Linked DNA regions of Rattus norvegicus: region 2 is linked to region 1. A link is a contact called in public HiChIP or PLAC-seq data. All regions are on one chromosome and are shown on one strand. Each heading gives the region's core, a stretch centred on a gene start, on an enhancer-like site or on the middle of the called end of the contact. The rest is flanking DNA. Distances are from core to core; before and after follow the strand shown. Region 1 has its middle 340 kb from the start of Opcml. Region 2 has its middle 200 kb from the start of Opcml.

Region 1 (3,608 bases), core at 454-2,953:
AATATATGTGGATCTAAAAAGGAAATCAACCTGCTCCTTAAAGGAGACACAGAAACCTGAATAGACCAATTTTATGTTAACAACCTAATATCCTTCTGTAGTTAGGAACAAATCTGAATGTTTAGGAAGATGTTCCTTTCAGCTGCTTCTAAAGGCCTCTGAATTGTGACAGCCTTCTGTCAGGTGATGAAATGAGAATGGTTTTATTCAATTGTCTCGTGATTGTATTTCTAAATTAATTTCGTGGCAGTTAGAGTCAGAGGCTGTAAGAAAAACTCTCAGCTACGGTCTGAACAGCCAGGGCTCTGTATTCTGGCCTTAAATGATTGCTGACAATCCTTTCTAGGGCCACGAGGAAATGTGATCAAGGAAAATGTCATGGCTGTTATTAACATATCGATGTTTAAAGGAGGCTAGGGTCATCCAATAACTATTGGACTGATGTGAGAGGGCAAGGAAATTAAAATCCAGACCCTTTTAACATGGGTCAGAACAAAATAATTATTTGGCAAAATGTCATAATAATTAGCACACCAAATAAATGATAAGCACTCATGTTTTCTGAGTGCCTCTTACCCTGCCGCCACTAAATTAGGAATGCTCGATCCATAGATGAGTTTTGTCCTTACACTGGGGATCTAAAGAGGATTATCTTGTCTTCTTGTACATGAGTCAACTTGACCTAGAGAGATTTACTAAGGTAAAAAATCAGGACTGCAGGGCCAGAAAGAGGTGGGATGCGGAATGATATTTGTTTTTTTAATTAGTGTATATTATATTATCTATGTAAAACAATGTGTCTCTGTGTGACATGTTTACATGAATATAATATACTTTGATTCTATTTATCCTTTATTGCCCTCTCGTATTCTTCCTTCCGATGGTCTCTTTCTTTTCTCAGTTTCAACTCTACCTTCATGTCTCTTTCTTTATAATCTAGATTTATGGGATCATTGATAGTAATTACTGAGGCTCAAGTGTGTATTATAACATTAAAATATGTACCTCTGTAGCAAAACTTGGAGTGGATTTCAGGGAGACTGAAAGTGGTCCAAATCATACTGCTAGTAAATTGCAGAGCTGGGATTGGTGCCAAGGTCATTTTAATTCCAAAACTTACGCTCTTTCTAACACATTGCATTCTACTGCCTACAAAGTCCTTTTTGTTATAATAAACAGCCTCCCTCAGGAAACAAACAACTATTTATCTGCCTAAGGTGCAGAAGCCTAGTTCTCTCTTCCCAATAGACAACACAGTAGATGTGTCTGGAAGGCATTTATTTGTCCAAAAATTGACATTTAAGACTCTGAGATAGAATTTAAAAGGGGGTTTCCATTTAGACATCTTGCCTGCCTGGAAGCTTGGACGCTCTCCAGCACAAAAGGACCTACTACATAGCATTCTGATCTAAAGTAATAACACATGGTGACATTATCCAGTGTCTTGGTGTGCAATGGTAAAGCTTACTAGCTCTGTTCCTACTTTACATTCTATACATTTCCATTCTCCTAGTATACATTGGATGGGCTTGCCCCTTTGGTAGAAAGTTTATTATGGCAAAAGATATTCCAGCCAGACAATCAGCACATTCTTCCTCAGATCCTAATATGTGTTTTCTTAGCATTTCTATTGGTGCTATAAAATACCAAGACCAAAAAGCAAATTGGGGAGGAAATGTTTATTTGGTTTATAATTCCATGTTGCTGTTCATCACTGAAGAAAGTCACAACAGGAACTCAAACAGGGCAGAGACCTGGAGGCAGGAGCTGATGCAGTGCCCCTGAAGGGTGCTGCTTACTGGCTTGGTACCCATGGCTTGCTTGGCCTGTTTCTTATGGCATCCAGGACCAGCATCCACCATCCACTATGGGTTGAACCTTTCTCTATTGATCACTAATTGAAGAAAATACAGCTGGAGCTAATGGACTCATTTCTTCAACTGAGGCTCGTTCCTCTCTGAAGGGTCTAGTTTGTGTCAAGTTGCCACACAAAACCAGTTGGTATATGTGTCAAACAGGGTCCTATGTCTTGATGTAGGCAATGGTTAAAGTTTGATGTGAAAAGGATTATGATGAAAGATTGCAGCCTTAGAGGAGGACATCTAATACAGCTTTAGATATTATAGAAGACTCCAGAAGAACTGTTTAATAAAACCCAGACAGGTAGGTAGGGTCAGAGAGGAAAGGTTGGGGATCATAGTGACTGGTGAATGTCCTGTCCAAGGAACAGTGTGATTGAATGACATGGGGTAACCAGAAAATACATATTTCAGTAGTACATCAATTTATTCGGCAGAGGTAGGCATGATAGGGATGGAAGGGATGTATGGGACGAAAATGTATTACTATTCCCAAGTACTGGGTCCTTCCTAGATACCGGTTTCCTTTGATTCTTCAACAAAGCAGCTTGATTTGTTTTTAAAGCTTTGTTTGGGATTGGTTTCTCCAACCCGGAACGTCATACGGCTTCCTTCAGTTTTCAGGATTGCTCTCTAATTGCTGTTTTGATCCTTGTCCGTTTGGCTCATTTTGTTCCACTACTCCCCCCTTTGAAAATGGAGGCCTATTAATACTTTATTCACACTGAAACTGCTGGGCCTAATTATCTGAACCCTGCAAAGACATCTGAAGAGACTGGCTGAGAGACGCACCGCAAGGCTTCACAGCTTCTCAGAGGCCCTGATTGCTCTCCGTACATCTCTCTCCTTCTGTTTTTGTGGGGATCCAACAGCAGTTTAGCTTTCCAGACTGTTGCTCACCACCATCCGACACCTGGAAGGAAAGCTGGCAGTGTCTCTAGTACTCAGCCTGATTCCTTCAAACTTATTGTCATCCGTAGGATGGGAAGGAGAGTAAACCACGCCTGCTGTGATGGGAACCCAATCCCATGTTTGAGTCTCTATTTTTTCTTTTCTCTTTATTCTTCTTTAATATATTATATTTCTACAGCAGTTTTCCCTCCATCCTCTCATCCTAGTTGCCCCCTCCATGTGCCCTCTTCCCAGATCCCTTTCTCCTCCGTTTCTCTTCAGAAAAGAACATCCTCACTCCAGGGTGGTCCACCAAATGTGGTATAACAAATGACAATAAGACTAGGAACAAACTGACATACCAAGGCTGGATGGGGCAACCCAGTAGGAATGAAAGGGTCCCAAAAGCAGGCAGAAAAGTCAGAGACAGCCTCTGTTCCTACTGTTAGGGGCCCACAGGAATGCACAGATCAGACCTATTCAGGGTCCCTGCTTATTGGTTAAGTTTCTGTGAGCCCCTGTGAGCCCTCTTGTCTGAGAACTAAAGGTACTTCCTACTTCCCAACTCTTGGCTCCCTGTCTTGGCTTCAAAATAAACCAATTCCTGCTTCTTCTTGCTCTCTGGATATTACTTTCTTCAATTCTTGTCAGAAACAATTAATGATAACTCCCCTTTCCTGCCTGTTTTCACAGAAACAATTAGTAGTAAACATTTAGCCTTTCTGCTTAATCTGCAGAAAACAGACGGAGGAGCAACATCAGAAGAGTGTGCTTTCTGGACTTTCAGGATGCCTTTCAGTTGGTTCTGAAGGAGGGATCAACCCATACAAAACCAAGAACACAAGATGCTGGGTGGAA
Region 2 (4,107 bases), core at 875-3,374, 140 kb after region 1:
GCTACTGGGGATATGGATCTTAAAGAGAGCATTATAACGATTAATTACCCTTTTCTACTGAAAACTAATATCCTGAGAAAATTTACTCTCTACTCCCAGTAAACTATACAGATCCCTCTTACACAAATCCCTTGCACTCAAACTCTTTCAGAATGCAGCCACACCTTACATTGCCTCTTTAATTTCCAGGGTAGTCCAACCTCCCTCCCATCAGCTTTTGTTTTCTCTCTTTGCTTCTCCCTAGCTCCTCCTCTTACCTCTTCTACTGTTTTGAACTTGGACTTCTGATTCAAAGAGCTCCAGGTTATGAGGATGCCATTCTTCCTTTGCCCTCTGCCTCCTGAAAGCCTGCTTGACCTAGCAGGAAGCAGGTCTATGTTTAATATTAGAGGTTCCCAAGCTGCTACAGGCTTCTCTTATTTCTCACAGCTTTCCCTACTGGTCTAGAAAGCAGCTTTGTGGAGCTTCTACCCGTGTGCCTCGATGTAGATATACTTCTAGTCTTCATCGGACAGAGGCAGGGAAAGGAGAACTGGGCCTCTGTTAGCACTAGGAGCTCCAGCTTGTCTGCAGACAGCTTTAGTTTTTGCTGAAGAGCTTGGACATTGCATCAGACACTCTATTCCCATCCTGCTAGAACCGTATTCCTCTCTCTGCACATCATTCCAAACCGCTTACTCCGTCTTCCCTCACAGGAGCCTCTTTTTCCCAGTGAGAAAACTAAATGGGCTTTACTACATGAATTATTAATTTTCCTTACCTGTTTCCCACTCTCAGTCTCAGGCACGACATCCCTGAGCATCTGCAGATGCCAGAAATGAGTTTCTCATACTAAGTGGATTCCGAGGTCTTTTGAATAAATATAAGTGAGGAACACACTGTCAGAATGTGATGGACGGGTGATATGCTACTTCCTGGTCAATATTGCCTTTTCGGCCTACAGTGGAAGCTTGCAGCTGTTGTCTATGGCAACTCTCCAACTTGTTGAATCGCCTCCTCCTTTCCTCTTGTTTCTCTTGTGTGTCTAGGCAACTTACTCTTCGTGCATTTTCCTAAACAAAACAAAGGAAGCTACTGTTGGTGTTTCTGTTTGCAAAGGCCATGTGTGGGAGAGAGGTACCCAATTAGAAGAAGATCCTTGCCTTAGCAATCCTGGGCATGGATACACTGCACTCACTGGGGGCATTGGTGTCACCCAGCCTCAGCACATTCTGCACTGGGGAAATTTCATCCCGTGCTCTAAACCATCGCATGCTTACCCAGAGTGTTGCAGGTAGAGGTGCTTTACGAAATGCTATAAATATTCATGGTTGATTATTGGTTAGCCACACAGAACATCTGACTGGATGGGGACAAGTTTAGCAGGCATTGCTATCAGAGGGGATCCTGTTTCAAAAACAGGGCTCCATCTGTAGTAACACTTGAAGGAAATAAGTGACAATCTGTGGAGGGAAAGGAGGAGCTCCTGTGCCTGCTCTTCCACAGAGAAGTGACATCACTAAAGGGGAACAGGACTTCATGGAAGCCTGACTTGTTCTGGTCAAGTCTCAGCAGTTATCCAGCTAACCGCATGTTAATCAGGAGGCCATTCTGCCTGTCTGCGAGGCCTCGGTAATAAGTGGAGGTAAATAGCACTTCAGGAGTTATTTATTGTTAGGAATTATGCTGTGAAGGTCACAAGAAACCATATAGACATGCAAGTGCCATCAAATGGGAGTTCGCCTGGCTGTTAATTTACCCGAATGGAGTATCAGACACAGAGAGGTAGATGGGCACACAAGAAAAACGCCAGCCAGATTCTTTCTTTCAGAGATTTCCTTCCAGTGACTGCATTTCTGTATACATCACTTGATTCTCAAAGGGATGTGAGATGAGGCTGTTTTCCAGAAAGAAAGGGCATCTGTACATTTGGGTAAAATGCCCAGTAGAAATCCAGGCACGATGAAAAGGAGGAGGACCTGGGAAGAGGGGGAAATGTTCAAGAAAATACCAGCAGAGGAAAGTGACAATAATTACACATAAAACCCGTGCGCCAAGGGACCTTGCTGGCGTTCTCTGTGGAGCTTGACTCGCAGGACTCTGCTTCCTCCTGCCGCCCAAGGATGCTGGGTTGAGAGAGAAGACCGCCACCTGGTGGCTATCGCAGGGTGCAATTTCAGCTCACTTGGCTGGGTGAGGATTGCAACTGGACTTTGTAGAAGAGCAAACAGGGCAGAGAACAGAGCTGAAGCACATCCTGATGCAAGTGTCACAGCTGGAAGACAGGGCCCAGAGACAGCCTCCCAAGTTATCTGAGGTTCCTGGCCCCCATCATCCTCCTGCCACCAGTGCTTCAAAGGACGAGGACAGAAGTTGAAGACACCCCAACCATCAGAAAAGCCCTCTGTGGCACAGAAAGAACATTGTAGCTTAGGATGGGGGAGAGGGCATCTCAGTCCTAGGGATTCTCTGGGCTTTAGAATGAAAACCTGAGAGTCCCTGAACAATGGTCAAGTAATTTTCTTTTTCCTGCATTGCATTTTGTACCACTTAAGGCACTCGGCTCTCCTCGGATGAGCCTGCCAGTGGGAAAGGCAAGCAGGCCCCTGGTGCTAGCAGCGGGAGCTGGAGAGAGAGGTGGGATGAAAGGGCCTAGGGAACCTTATTAATAGTTAAGTGGACAAGGCTGATAATGGCATATCTTTTTATTGGCCCCACAGATAAGTTATAATACACAAGCTTGCAGGCAGCTCCTGTGATTTGCATTGATACAATTCAGGCTGAGGTTTTCATTATACAGCAGGGATGATTCTGGAGCCTGAGTTATCAAAGGCAGTGAAAGGAGCTGGCGAGCTATCTCACTTTCTCTGTGTGCCTATTCATTAATGGTTAGTAAGGTGCTTTGTCCTGGGTGGTATTGGGTGTTTCACAGTGAACCATTAACAATTTGAACAGTTTCATACATATGTCTTATTGATGTATAAAGTCCTTGCAACCTAGGCTTTTCTTCCCCTTCTCTTGCTGAATGAATTCTGCTTTGCTGGGGTTTGTTATAAAACCAAGTGGCACTCTCTATGAGGACAGGGATCTTGCAGACGAACCAGGACTGGTGAGGCAAAGCCCCGGGAAGCTGACAGAGGGAGAGTAGGTATTTAAAAAATCACAAGTAAGCAGAAGTTGACTTTTGTTTTGTTCTTCTTTAAGTAAGCCTACAAGGTAATAGACAGCATTATGGAATTTTTTGAATAAAGTGAATTTAATTATCTTTTCCTTCCCCGTTATCTCCCGAGTACTCCGACCCATGGTCCCCCTTTGTAAGCACCCCCAAAGTCTCCTTCCTGTTTTTATGTCACCTATGTCTTTTTTACACTCCCCCATTTCCAAAAGAAGTTGTTGTTATTAGTCAAATGTTGGAAAGAGAGATGAGTTTGTTCCCAGTTGATCCTCATGGGGAAACAAGGGAGCCCCTGTGTTTCACAGGAGGCAGCAAATGATAGCCCTGTTTCCAGGGGTGATAGGAAGAAACTTTGAATAAATGGTCTGTGCCCTGAAAGTCAAGAGGACAAGCAAAATAGATTGTGAGGAGAGGGCTATGTGACACAGGAGGACAGAGGTGGGAGACACACAGACGTGGTCAGCAGCTGACAGTAAGGACTCAGAGGTTGAGAACAAAGGAGCTGGGGCAGCGTTTCCTGGCTGAAAATGGGAGGAATGAAAGGGATCCGACTTAGAAAGCAATTATATCTGATTGCAGTCAGGACATTGCTTCCAGCTCACTCCTGCCCATCACTTCCCGGGATCAGGGCAGGGGCATGGAAAGATGATGTCAGGCTTTGGATCACACGCCCTGATCCTCATTACAGTGCATCCAGAGAACTTGTTTTCAGTGTTTTGAGTAGAAACTTCTTAGCAAGGATATAATCTGCAAATTGCTATCCCCCTGGTTCCAAATGGGCCTTCTGACTTTTCTAACTTCTGTTCTAAGGTCTCTCAGAGTTCCCCAAACATACTGAAATTTCTTGCCGGACTTGAGGACATCCTCCTACTGTCCATCACTGTACCTGTGGCTCCCAGATATTCCTGTTAACTTAGTCTTTCCCCAACCCATGTATTTAACCCAATGCAAAG

Evidence for each region. HiChIP or PLAC-seq counts read pairs in DNA pulled down with a chosen protein or histone mark.
Region 2: an H3K27ac HiChIP or PLAC-seq map of oligodendrocytes shows a contact between it and region 1, with 5 times the contacts expected there. The contact joins two enhancer-like sites. A contact is called at or near these places in 1 of 12 Hi-C or Micro-C datasets (Schwann cells) and 1 of 1 datasets of contacts at active chromatin or transcription factors (oligodendrocytes).

The regions. Positions count from the first base shown.
Region 1 is chr8:34,711,053-34,714,660 of GRCr8, forward strand. It overlaps a transcript of Opcml not described here. Among named protein-coding and RNA genes, the nearest start is that of Opcml, 340 kb to the right of the region's middle. Within about 2 kb of position 1,704, at least 1 of the 93 cell types and tissues checked has an H3K27ac peak or open chromatin away from gene starts, as enhancers often do.
Region 2 is chr8:34,848,602-34,852,708 of GRCr8, forward strand. It overlaps a transcript of Opcml not described here. Among named protein-coding and RNA genes, the nearest start is that of Opcml, 200 kb to the right of the region's middle. Within about 2 kb of position 2,125, at least 6 of the 93 cell types and tissues checked have an H3K27ac peak or open chromatin away from gene starts, as enhancers often do.